2 separate regions of the Mus musculus genome follow, and region 1 is linked to region 2. A link is a contact called in public HiChIP or PLAC-seq data. All regions are on one chromosome and are shown on one strand. Each heading gives the region's core, a stretch centred on a gene start, on an enhancer-like site or on the middle of the called end of the contact. The rest is flanking DNA. Distances are from core to core; before and after follow the strand shown. Region 1 holds the start of Clec10a (C-type lectin domain family 10, member A). Region 2 holds the start of Dvl2 (dishevelled segment polarity protein 2).

Region 1 (5,587 bases), core at 2,613-5,112, 170 kb before region 2:
GGCACAGTCCTCACCTCCTCCCAGTCCGTGTCCGAACCAGTTATCTGGCTGCAGTGGGGCCCAGTTCCTATGAACAAACACACATGTCAGCCTCCAGAAACCAGGCTCTAAGCCATATCCCCAGATTCTACCATCTACCCCAGGGCCAGAGCCTTGAAGGAAGAGGTAGTCCCAAGCAAAGGCCACGAGAGCAGGGCAAATGTACAGCACACACTCACTTAAAGCCTTTCTCAAAGTCGGTCCCATCCACCCATCGCCAGGGCCCGTTTTGGTCCGTTAGGCCGATCCAACTAACCACATTGGCTAAGCGATTCTGTAGAAAATTCTAAAGAAAGAAAAGGGCATGGTTACCTCTCCCTCAGACCAGAGCCTGAGAGCCTCCCAAAAAGAGCCCATCCAAGCATCACCTGCTCCTCCAGGGAGTTGACCACCACCAGGTGAGAATTCTCCAGCCGGCAGTACTTGTCAGCTTCAGGCCACGACTTCTCAGACTCAGAGAACCAATAGCAGCTGCCTTCATGCTCCGTCCAGTGAAGCGGGCAGCAGGCCACTTCCGAGCCTACGAAAAGCAAAGCAAGGATGGAGAGCAGAGGCAATGCCTATCGAGTCCTCGCCTCCCAGGAACTAGAGCAAACCACCTCCATCAAACTTCTCATTCTCACCGTTGTTCTTGAGGTTGGCCAGCTGGCACGTCAGGGCCTTCAAGTCCTTCCTCAGCTGTTGCACATGGTCGGTTAAATCAGACAGATCTGGGACACACAGACAGAAGTGAGAATAGCGCTCTGGCTGTGGCATCTGCTTGGGAACTCCTGGTGCTCAGATGGTCTGCACAAGGCCCAGGCTCCACACACTGCGCATGCTCACACCTCCTGCCAGTGCCCAGTCTGGGACCGTCTCCACACACTGCGCATGCTCACACCTCCTGCCAGGGCACAGAAGGAACCTCAGCCTCACCTGTTTTGAGAGCCTGCTCCCTCTTCTCCACTGTGCTCTCCAGAGAAGTCACCTTCTGGCTCAAGTCTCGGCCTGGAAGAGAGTAACTCAGCACCAGGAACTCGCTTTCGCCCACACCCTTCTGCACACTCTCCAGACCAGGACCTCTCACCTGCCTGCAGTTCCTGCCTGTGATCCTCCACATCCACTTTCAGAGAACTGATCCCTTTTTCGAAGCTGTCAGCTGCAGAACAAGGAACCGGAGCTCAGGACTGTCCTTGCTACCCTGCCCACTCCAGCCCAGAACCCCATGAGAGCCCAGCTCACCCCTGGAGTCCAGGGACTGGAATTCAGCCTTTATCTTGGAGGTGGTGTTGTCTAAAGTGGCTCTCAGGGTGCCTAGGTCCCTCCTTAACTGGGAATCTGATAAGGACAACAGGATGATCAGAACCAAGGTTCTGATCTGTTTCTCAGGTTCCCTCTGTGCCAGCACTAGGCAGGGCTCTTGCACACACAGTGACACTCTGCCTCACAGAGACCCAGAGGGTAGGTAGGCACTGTTGTTACCCAACATTGCACACGCATAAACCGAGGCTGAGTGGGTGAGGTGATAAGACCATAGAACCCAAGCACAGTAACAGGTGACATGGCCAGCAGCTGCCTGACCATGGGGCCTCCGTGTCTTCACCAGTATCCCCACCACTGCTCTCATCTCACTCAAGTCACTGTCCCTTGTGCTCCTTAAGCTTGTCCTTGCTGTGGCCCTAACTGCTGTCCCTCTGCACCAGTCACTGCCTTGGTTCTCTCCTCTACCCTGCCCACACACCCTGTGGTTCCTCCCTCCCTGCAACCCACTTTGGGATCCAATCACGGAGACGACCACCAACAGCAGGAGGCTGAGGCCCAGGGAGAACAGGAGGAGGTGGGTCCAAGAGAGGATGCGCCACAGGAAGGACTGGGAAGGAGCTGCTGAAAGAGAAGGGGATGTCATGACTCAGGATCCAGACTGTAAGAGGCAGAAGGGAGAAGAACGGGGTTACAGGAGGGGGGCAGTGAAGGCTATTCACTGCAAGGGTACGGGCATAGCTAGAAAGTTATGGAGCGCCAGGTTGCCCGGGCATTTGACACCTCTAAAGCATTGGAAGTCTGTAGTCTGTTGGGCCTCTCACAGATCAGAGGATGTGTTTAACACCCAATCAGAAACAAGTGCATGGTAAGGTCTTGTAATCCGAGCCTGTGGGGGAGAAACTGGGAGCACCCAGATAGGGGCCGGCAGGGTTCACACATGCCTGCAGGACTAATTAAATGAGCTCCCCTCCAACCCCAGGTCCCTGCATTGTACACCCCTATAGAGCACAGGAAGATGAGTCCCTGAGGTCTTCGTTGACCCTGTCTTCCTAAGGACCTTGTATCCTCTTCACAATGGGTCCTGGGTCCTGAGTCCAGCATCCACCAGACTCAAGCACACAGCTCTGCCCAGGGTGGACACACACACAGATTGGGGACAAGTGAAGATGCTGGGCCAGGAGTATGGGCTCTGCTCTCACCTTTACCAGGCTCTTGGGTTTTCTCCTCGATCCTTGAGTTCTGGAGGTTTTCGTATATCATTGTTACACTTGAACAAACACGAGGCCTCTGGGGCTGTCTGGACGGAAACCAAGACACCAGGATCCAGACAGATACGGATCTGGGACCAAGGAGAGTGCTAGAAGCTTTAATGAGGTAAAGCCTGGAACTGAAGTCGGATATGCCATGTTAGAGCAAGAATGAGGCAGCCTGGAGAGGGCTGGGCAGACGGCTCAGTGGTGAAGAGCATTTGTTGTTCTTTCAGAGAACCTGGGTTCAGTTTCCAGGATCGACCTGGCAGCTCATAACCATTCATTATAGCTCACTCTATTTCCAGGAGATCCAATAACCGCTTCTTACCTCTGTGGACAACAGGCACACAGGAGCACACATGTACACACAGGCAAAACTCTCACACACATTAAATAAATAAATGATTAAAATTGAAAAATGAAAGAGGTATATATTTAGCTTGGTGGTAGAGCACTGCCTACAAGGACAAGGACCTGGGTTCAGTCCTCAGCTTTTTTTTGGGGGGGGGGTGGGGGGGAGAGAAAGGAAGGAAGGAGGAAAGGGAAAAAGAAGGAAGGAAGACAGAGGAAATGAAAAAAGCAAATTAAAAACTTTTTTTGAAGGGAGCTAGCTTACAATTGAATTAGAAATGGGGCCAGGATTGGACGTAGTACAGTTCAGTTGAGTTTATAATTTGGAGGTAATATCAAAAGCTGAACTTATTGCTATTGTTAGGTCTGCTATGGGTCAGGTCTTGAGGCTGCGCCCTTCCTGGGATTTACACCTACACTCAGGAGCCAGGGGAGGACCTGGACCCGAGCTTGCAGTGAATCTGGAAGCAGAATAGGGTTCAATTTGATTTTCAATCAGGGCTGATTCAAACGCCCAAACTGGATTTGGGGCTAACACTGAGATTAGAGTAGGGCTAGACTGAGAGGAAGGTTGGCTGCAGTGGATCCCCAACTGGGGCTGCATCTGGGTCTTTGTCTCCCTTGGAATCGAGGCACCCATAATCCAATCAAGGGAAATTAAATCCCACACTCTCCTCTTGTATCTCTTTCCACTTAGGTCATCCAAGCCCAACGTCCTCCCTCTCTGTGAAGCGTCTTGCACGTTCCCTGCCCCACTGGTCTCCCTGGCAACCCTGGCCCAGTTACCAGTGTGAAGTCTTGGCTTCCCTGTGCAGCAGTGACCAGAGGCAGGAACTCAGTCAGAGTTGAGAACTATATCCCGGAGGGTTGGTGTGGGAGGGACAAGCAGAAGCCACAAGCACACAAGACAGAGTCTTGCTGGGTTTTGTGCCCAGTGGTCTGTATTTTGGGACATCCGATTTCAAGTCTTAACCATAAATAATACTGAGCAGATGGTGATTGGTGCACGTGACAAGGCTATGGGGTGGAGTTGGGTTTGGGACTAACTCTGCACTTGTCCTCAAGGGTGTGCCTTCTTCCATTCCTCTTTCTGGGAGCTCTTGTGACTTCCTCATTTTAAGAGTGTTGGGGTGAGGGATTGACCAAAAAGAACAGCTTGCAGTTTTATCTTATGCCCCGCATCTTCATTTACTTCCTGCCTATATATTTCCAAGAATCATCCATATCTCATCATTAACTCTCAAGCACATTCCTAGCACGAGTCCTCATCATCTGACTACGACCAACCAATTAGCTATCGAGGCCTCCTTCACTCTGTTTCAGATGGGCATCATGAGTTGGCAAGTCAAGAGCCTGGGCCCCAGCTCAAGTCCTGAACTGCAGGTTGTTGTTTCTGAGTTCTAGGGGGCTGACTTAGGCCTTGGGGTGCTCAGATTGGAGGGGATTGTTGCTCTGGGATTTGATTGCTAATGCCTGGCACCCACCTGCTTCTGTAATCCTGAGCTCCTAGAAGCACCTGCAGGGGTGAGTGCCGGCTACTGTCACCGATCTCAAGGCTCAGGTGTGGAGACCCTTGGCCCGTGGGGCTTAGCAGCTCCGTGTAACTCTTGCCACGACCATGGCTTGCACGCAGGCCCCTACCTTGGTATTTCGCAGCCTTTCCTGCAATGAGGTTTCCTTTTGTGACCTACACCATCTCTGCCTCCTGCCTCCCTTACCTGGCCACTCTTTGGAATCTCTTAGCTGTCCTCTCTTGCCCCTGCTGTGGCACTGTCTACCCCTCACATCACCAGTGCAGCCTGCCTGACTGTCAGTGAATATCAAGAGCAATCAAGGAGAAGGGCATTGGGTGAAAACTTTAACTGGGCCTACGTTTGCAACATCAGGGGATTCCCACTAGGGTTTCTTCTCGATAACCAGAAGAATGAACCAGAAAGCAGGCATAGCAAAGGTAGTTTTGCCAATCACATGTTCCTTATTGCCAACAGCAGGCTGGATTTGCACCAATCACATGCTGTCTTCTGAGCCACCTGTGGACATGTTCTCCCGCTGATAGGGTGAAATGGCTACAAGGGTTCACTAGGGCTTAAGATGACAAGAAATGTGGCACAAGCTCTTTGAGTCTTGCTTGCCTCCGTTAACTGGAGTTAATAAACAGCTCTGGTCACTATGTGGCTTCTGCTCGTCCTCCCCTCAAGGTAGCCTGAGTACCAGAGAGGTTCATACCTGTCACTATCACTTCAGTAGTTAAGTTGCCATAGCCCTCAACACCTCAGCTCTCTGAAAGATAATCATTCCAAAAGATTGCTACAATGAAAGCCAGTCGCTAACATGAAGCCCTTCCCTAAGTTAACAATTCAGTTCCTACAAGTAACGTAGGTGAGTGGTGTTTGGGTAATGCATCAGGGATTAGAGCATTTTGTGATGTATCCTAAGCCAAGAGGCTCATGAGGAAGACAGACAGAAGCCAACTCCAATGCTGCCAGCCATCCCGGCCTGGCTCTCTGAGCATGTTCCGTCTTCAGAACATGTTTCTAATCCATGCTTCCAGCCCTGCCACTTCCCTGAAGAGGCTGTCCTGAATCTGTGCACACATCCCTTTTAAATGAAGGGCTAGTAGGGCTGTGTTATGGATCTTGCTTGTTAAATTAAAGGCAGAGCAGAGAGTTCCCTCTATATCAAGTATGCTTTAGTTGCCCCTTGTC
Region 2 (5,134 bases), core at 2,353-4,852:
CCTTTTTTTTTTCAGCAGCGGTAGCGACGACCAGGCTGGCTTCAAACTCACAGAGAGCTGCCTAACTCTGCCTCTCCATCCTGGTATTAAAGGCATATGTCACCAAACTTGGCTATGCCACTCAGCCAGCATGCATCACCATGCCCAGCTCCTCTGCTTTCACAGTGAAGTAACTTGCTTTTATACACAAATAAATAAATAAAAATTCTAGACTCTCTCATTTACCACTACCCCAACTCATCCTTAGAGGCACAATGCCACTCCAAAGACTTCTTCCCATTTGATCCAAACCTCAAAGTACCACTCCAAAGTCCCTTTGGGACAGTTCCCACAACTGCTCCAAATATCTAATTTAAGAGCCTGGCTGGCCGCCTAACCATCTCTGTCCTACACATCTGTCCCATAAAAGCCTCTGGTCCTCACGGAACCTGCTGCCTTTGAGTTCTCTCTAATTCACAAGCAGAGCCACCCAAATGTGTGGCTTTTCTGGGTAAAAAATCACCCTTACATGCAACAATAACAGTCCACGTGTGGAACGCTCCCATGGAGCGAGGAAGCTGGGCTTCCCAATTCCGGGCCACCTCACCTCACTAAGCAATCTGCTCGGTCTGAAAAATCCCAAAGCCCAGCCTCCCACAGGTTCCTGTAGTGGACTAGACCTGTTCCTTCCTTCTCATACCCACAAGAAATCATTAGTACCTATTAGATTCAACACATGTCCTGGGTGTGTGGCACAAGCCCTCACCTTTGTAAGCAAATCCATGTAGACAAACTATGAGCCATGAGCCATTCTTTCCCACACATAACACCCTCACCCTCAAATCAGAGCTTCTTCGGGGTGGGGATGGGGGCTAAAGAATTGGCTCAGTGGTTCAGAACACTCGTTCTCGCAGAAGACCCAGGTTTAGTTCCCAGAATCCACCTAGTGGCTCACAACTATCCATAGTTCGAGTCCCAAGGGATCTGACTTGTCTCAGCCAAGCTTTCCAGGCACCAAGCAGGCACACTGTGTGCACAGATTTGTCTGTGTGATTAGTTCTAGCCTAACGTACTCTGGGGGCTTGGGGATAGGCCTCACGAATACATTTGCTATCAAGACGGCACACGAGCTACTCAACATTAACCAACTCTTCCCAACAGAACCCCACCGGACATGGCCCAGTCTCCTCCAAAGCAAGCAGTTCTGTATCGTGTAATGTAGTCTATGAACTAGTTAGCTTCCATACTAAATGAAAATTACCAGTCACCAAGAATGTACCATGTGCCATGCACCGAAATTAAGCATTTTACACTATGATTATCACCATGCCACAGATGAAGAAATCAAAGCACAAAAGCTAAATAAATTGCCCAAAATTATAATGCAAAAAGAACAACCTTGATATAAACCCAAGACCAACTCCCTAGGCAGCATCACCTTCTCCACATCGAACAACTGTTAACAAGGGTCCAGCCTGTTCAGGGAGCCGAGGGGGATGTGCTCCCACCACAGGGACTTTCACAGGTAAGAAGTCTCTCCCCAACCCAGGTGGTAGGTCACCTTCCTGTCCCCAGGACCCTGCTATCCCTGCTTGTCAACTCAGGACATCATAGCCTAACACAGTCTGAGCTTGGGGACACAGAAGGCTCAGTCCCAATCTCTACAACAACAAGAAACTGCCTTAAATTATAGTCTCAGTCCAGCACAGGGTCACCCAGCATGTCACAAATCACCCCAGAACTCCATAGCCCCCAGCGTCCCCACACAAGCAGCCCTTTGCACCATACTGATTACAGTACCCCATTCTGCTATGATGTAGCAGTACCACTACCCCATTTGTTCCCACTTGTCCCTGTCTTGTAACTTGTAAAAAGCCCAGGTCTGGGCCAGGCATCCTGACTGCCACACGTTATCTAGTTCCAGCACTATGGATGCAGGTGTAGAGGCAGGGCTGCTACAAGTTCAAGGCAAGCCTGTTCTATATTGTGTTCTAGGTAGCTTCAGTAACAGAAGGAAGTTCTTGGCTCAGCAGCAGACTGACTGGCTCTGGAGAAGACTGGAGTTCAAGTCCCAGCACACACATAGTGGCTGGCAGATGCTAACTCCAGTTCTAGGAGATCCCATGCCATCTACTGGATTCATTGGGCACTGCATGCTTGTGGTACACACTATGCATGCAGAACACCCAAACACATAAAGTAGCTTTTGTTTGTTTTATGACAAGGTTTCTCTGTGCAGCCCTAGCTGTCCTGGCACTGGCTCTGTAGACCAGGCTAGCCTTGAACTCAGAAAACTGCCTGCCTCTGTCTCCCAAGTGCTCAGATTAAAGATGTGCACCACCACTGCCCAACACATAAAATATCTTTAAAAAAAAAAAAAAAGCAAAAAAATCCTCCAACTCTCTTCAGCCCCCAGGGGGTATCGGGGTAGCGGGGAGAGGAGGTTCTGGCCCTAAGAGGAAATAAGAACTCAGAAAAGTTCAGAATGGTACATGCTTTGCCAGGAAAGTCTACTTCAAAACAGCCTAATATATCCCAATAGATCTCGCTGCAATATTACAGACTCTACCATCCCAAAATAATACTATGGAACCTGATTAATAAGCCAGAATAGCCTAATTGTCTCACTATAGCCCGGTCTACATAAAAACACTGCATGCCCAGCATATTGGCTCACACCTGTTTATTTCAGCTCTGGGGGCTAAGGCAGGAACTCCATGGGTTCGAAGCCAGCCTAGGATACAAGGAATAAAGCCCTACCTCCAAACAAAAGAACAAATCAAAACAGGCAAACAAAATTACAGACTATCTCTATCTAACTCGCGTGCAGACGTCTGAGAGCGAGCATCCCAGCTCACCAAAAGATAGATGGCTCTAATCTCCGCACAGCCTAGCATAACCTCAAGCATCACTTCTTTGCCTTTTGGCTAAAATCATGGAGAGAGAATGGCCAAACAAACCAGTGTTCCCCATTCCTCCAACCTAATTTTCTCGCCATCCAGCCCTTTCTTCTATGTGTCCAAATATAACCTTGTCCGTCTTGGGATGGGCTTTCTACCTTAGCACAGTACAATATGCTATGCTCCACTACAGGCCAGAAACAGTCCAAGGTAGACCGGTCTCCCTCAATATCGCCCAATCCACTCTAGCATACCCACCGTCCTTCCCAGTCTAGGCCTCGCGCTTACCCAAAATCCTGATCCATGGACTTGAAAAAGTACTTGGCGCCCGCGGGCCGCTGCAAAACGCTCTTGAAATCGCCGAGCGTGATGCGCTCCGCCGGGACAGGGATCTTCACCAGGTAAGGAGTCTCTTCTTCATCCAGATGGTAAATCACCTTCGTCTCGCCTACACCACCGCCCCCCGCGCTGCTGCCCGCCATGGTCTCGCTCGCGCGCTCCCGGGCTCAGCCGCCCACCCAACAGGACTAAGCGCCCCCGCCGCGCCTGCGCACACCCGCAAACTGACGCGCTAGCGCCAACAGCGCAGGGCCAGTGCGGAAGACGTGCCCAAGGAGGATGGCGGGGACCAGCGGGCTGATCGGGAAGAGCTGTGTGGCGAGACTCAAAACCTAGACCGCACAGTCGAGGGCCACTAGCTCCACGGACGTCGCGAGCAGCACCGAGGTCCCCGCCCACCTCTCCCCATGCCACGTGACCCAAGCCCGCCCACTTTGCGCAGCCGACTGTGCTTCACGTGACTTCCTTGAGTCACGTTACTACAAGCTCCACCTAGACACTCACGTGACCACTGCCTTGAGCAACGGTCTTCAGCCCTAGACGACTCCGCCCCCAAACGTGTACAACCCGCCCCCCCCCCTCCCAAGTACCTTAGCAAGCTTCTACTCTTGGAATGCTGGCAACTGGCCCCCACTTTGCCTTACCCATCTGAGGTTCAAGGCACCTCAATAGCAACTATAAGAGGGGCGGGGATATGGGCTGATGAGTGAGAATTGTAACCTGGGACCCTTAGGGCAGTACTCCTACTAGACTGTACTTGGGATGAGAAAGCCGAAATAGTCTTCAGAGATGTCTGAGGGGCATTAGACAGTGCCCAAGCCAGATTTGGCCCCTAAACTTCCCATCTCCACCTCCCAAATTGTGGAATTACAGCCCTGGACTTACAAGTGGCCTTCAGCCCCAACTCCACCCAAGACTTCCACCAGGTTTCCCAAAGATCCCCTCCCCAAATAGGACAAGGAGGGCTGTAAAACACAAGAGCCCACTCTGCTTTATTTACAACACGCAGGCCGTCTGTCTGAGCAGCCGGCCAACAGTATTAAAAACGAGGCGAGTGCTAATTGACACCTTTTTCTTTCCTTCCTCACTCCACAGGCTTTGGTACTCCACCTCTGAGCAACCTCGCTCAAATGGGGGAGCCCCAAATTAAAAATACATCCGGTGTAAAAGAAAGTAAACGGGAGAGAGAAGAAACATGAGGGGAGTGCTGTATTTACACTACAGTTTTATAGACAACTATCCCATTACATCCCAGTTTGAGCCCTGGACCTGCAAGTGAAAAGGGTACAGGGTTGACTGGACAGAGATTCTGTCTACAGATCCAGCCTCCCCGACCCAACTGTAATGGGGTCAACTTCAAGTCCATGGAGCAGGAAGGACAGAGTAGAAGACACTCATTTCCAAATACGTCTCCCTTGGGAATTGTGGCCCTCAAGTGGGGACAGCCTCCTCACTCCAAGGGAAGGCTGGGGACCCTGAGGCTCAGTTCCCAAGTAATGTCACAAGTTCCAGCCTTAGTGATGTCAGGGTTCTCCAGATTTGGGGAGACCCCCTAACCGCCGGGCCTCTGGCCGAAGTTCCTTGCATTTCTGGCAATAAAAGAAGTCGGGAACGTTGGTCTTCTTAATCTTAGCACAGGAGAGGTGGATCCACGTCCCACAGAGGCTGCACTCAATCATGGGCCGCCCCGCAAAGGGCTTTCTGCAGTAACACGTGATCAGATCCCAGGAGTCGTCACCTGGAAAAGACAAATCTCTTTAGTGTTCTGCTTCAAGGCGTCAACTCCTAAGAGCCCCCAAAGCTATCACCTCTGCTCCCCACCCCGGGCAGCCCAACTTCTCACCTGATTCTACCATGATGTCCTCATCCATGACCCGCATCTCGCCTTCACTGGAGCTAGCATCTCCATCTTGGCT

The links. HiChIP or PLAC-seq counts read pairs in DNA pulled down with a chosen protein or histone mark.
Region 1: an H3K4me3 HiChIP or PLAC-seq map of bone marrow-derived macrophages shows a contact between it and region 2, with 4 times the contacts expected there. The contact joins the promoter of Clec10a here to the promoter of Dvl2 in region 2. A contact is called at or near these places in 7 of 39 promoter capture datasets (the 3T3-L1 cell line, 3T3-L1-derived adipocytes, the C10 cell line and 4 more), 1 of 484 Hi-C or Micro-C datasets (embryonic stem cells), 4 of 115 datasets of contacts at active chromatin or transcription factors (bone marrow-derived macrophages, embryonic stem cells and stem cell-derived neural progenitor cells) and 4 of 9 other capture datasets (adipose tissue, liver, macrophages and 1 more).

What each region holds. Positions count from the first base shown.
Region 1 is chr11:70,164,898-70,170,484 of GRCm38.p6, reverse strand. It overlaps Clec10a (C-type lectin domain family 10, member A), which reads right to left and starts at 3,862. Exons shown (of 10, transcript NM_010796.3): 1 at 3,669-3,862; 2 at 2,481-2,668; 3 at 1,789-1,899; 4 at 1,261-1,356; 5 at 1,106-1,177; 6 at 955-1,026; 7 at 663-749; 8 at 408-559; 9 at 219-325; 10 at 1-67. The coding sequence starts at 2,541.
Region 2 is chr11:69,999,060-70,004,193 of GRCm38.p6, reverse strand. It overlaps Dvl2 (dishevelled segment polarity protein 2), which reads right to left and starts at 3,602. Exons shown (of 15, transcript NM_007888.4): 1 at 3,168-3,602. The coding sequence starts at 3,361. Phf23 (PHD finger protein 23) reads right to left here. Exons shown (of 5, transcript NM_030064.4): 4 at 5,062-5,134; 5 at 4,183-4,956. The coding sequence ends at 4,742.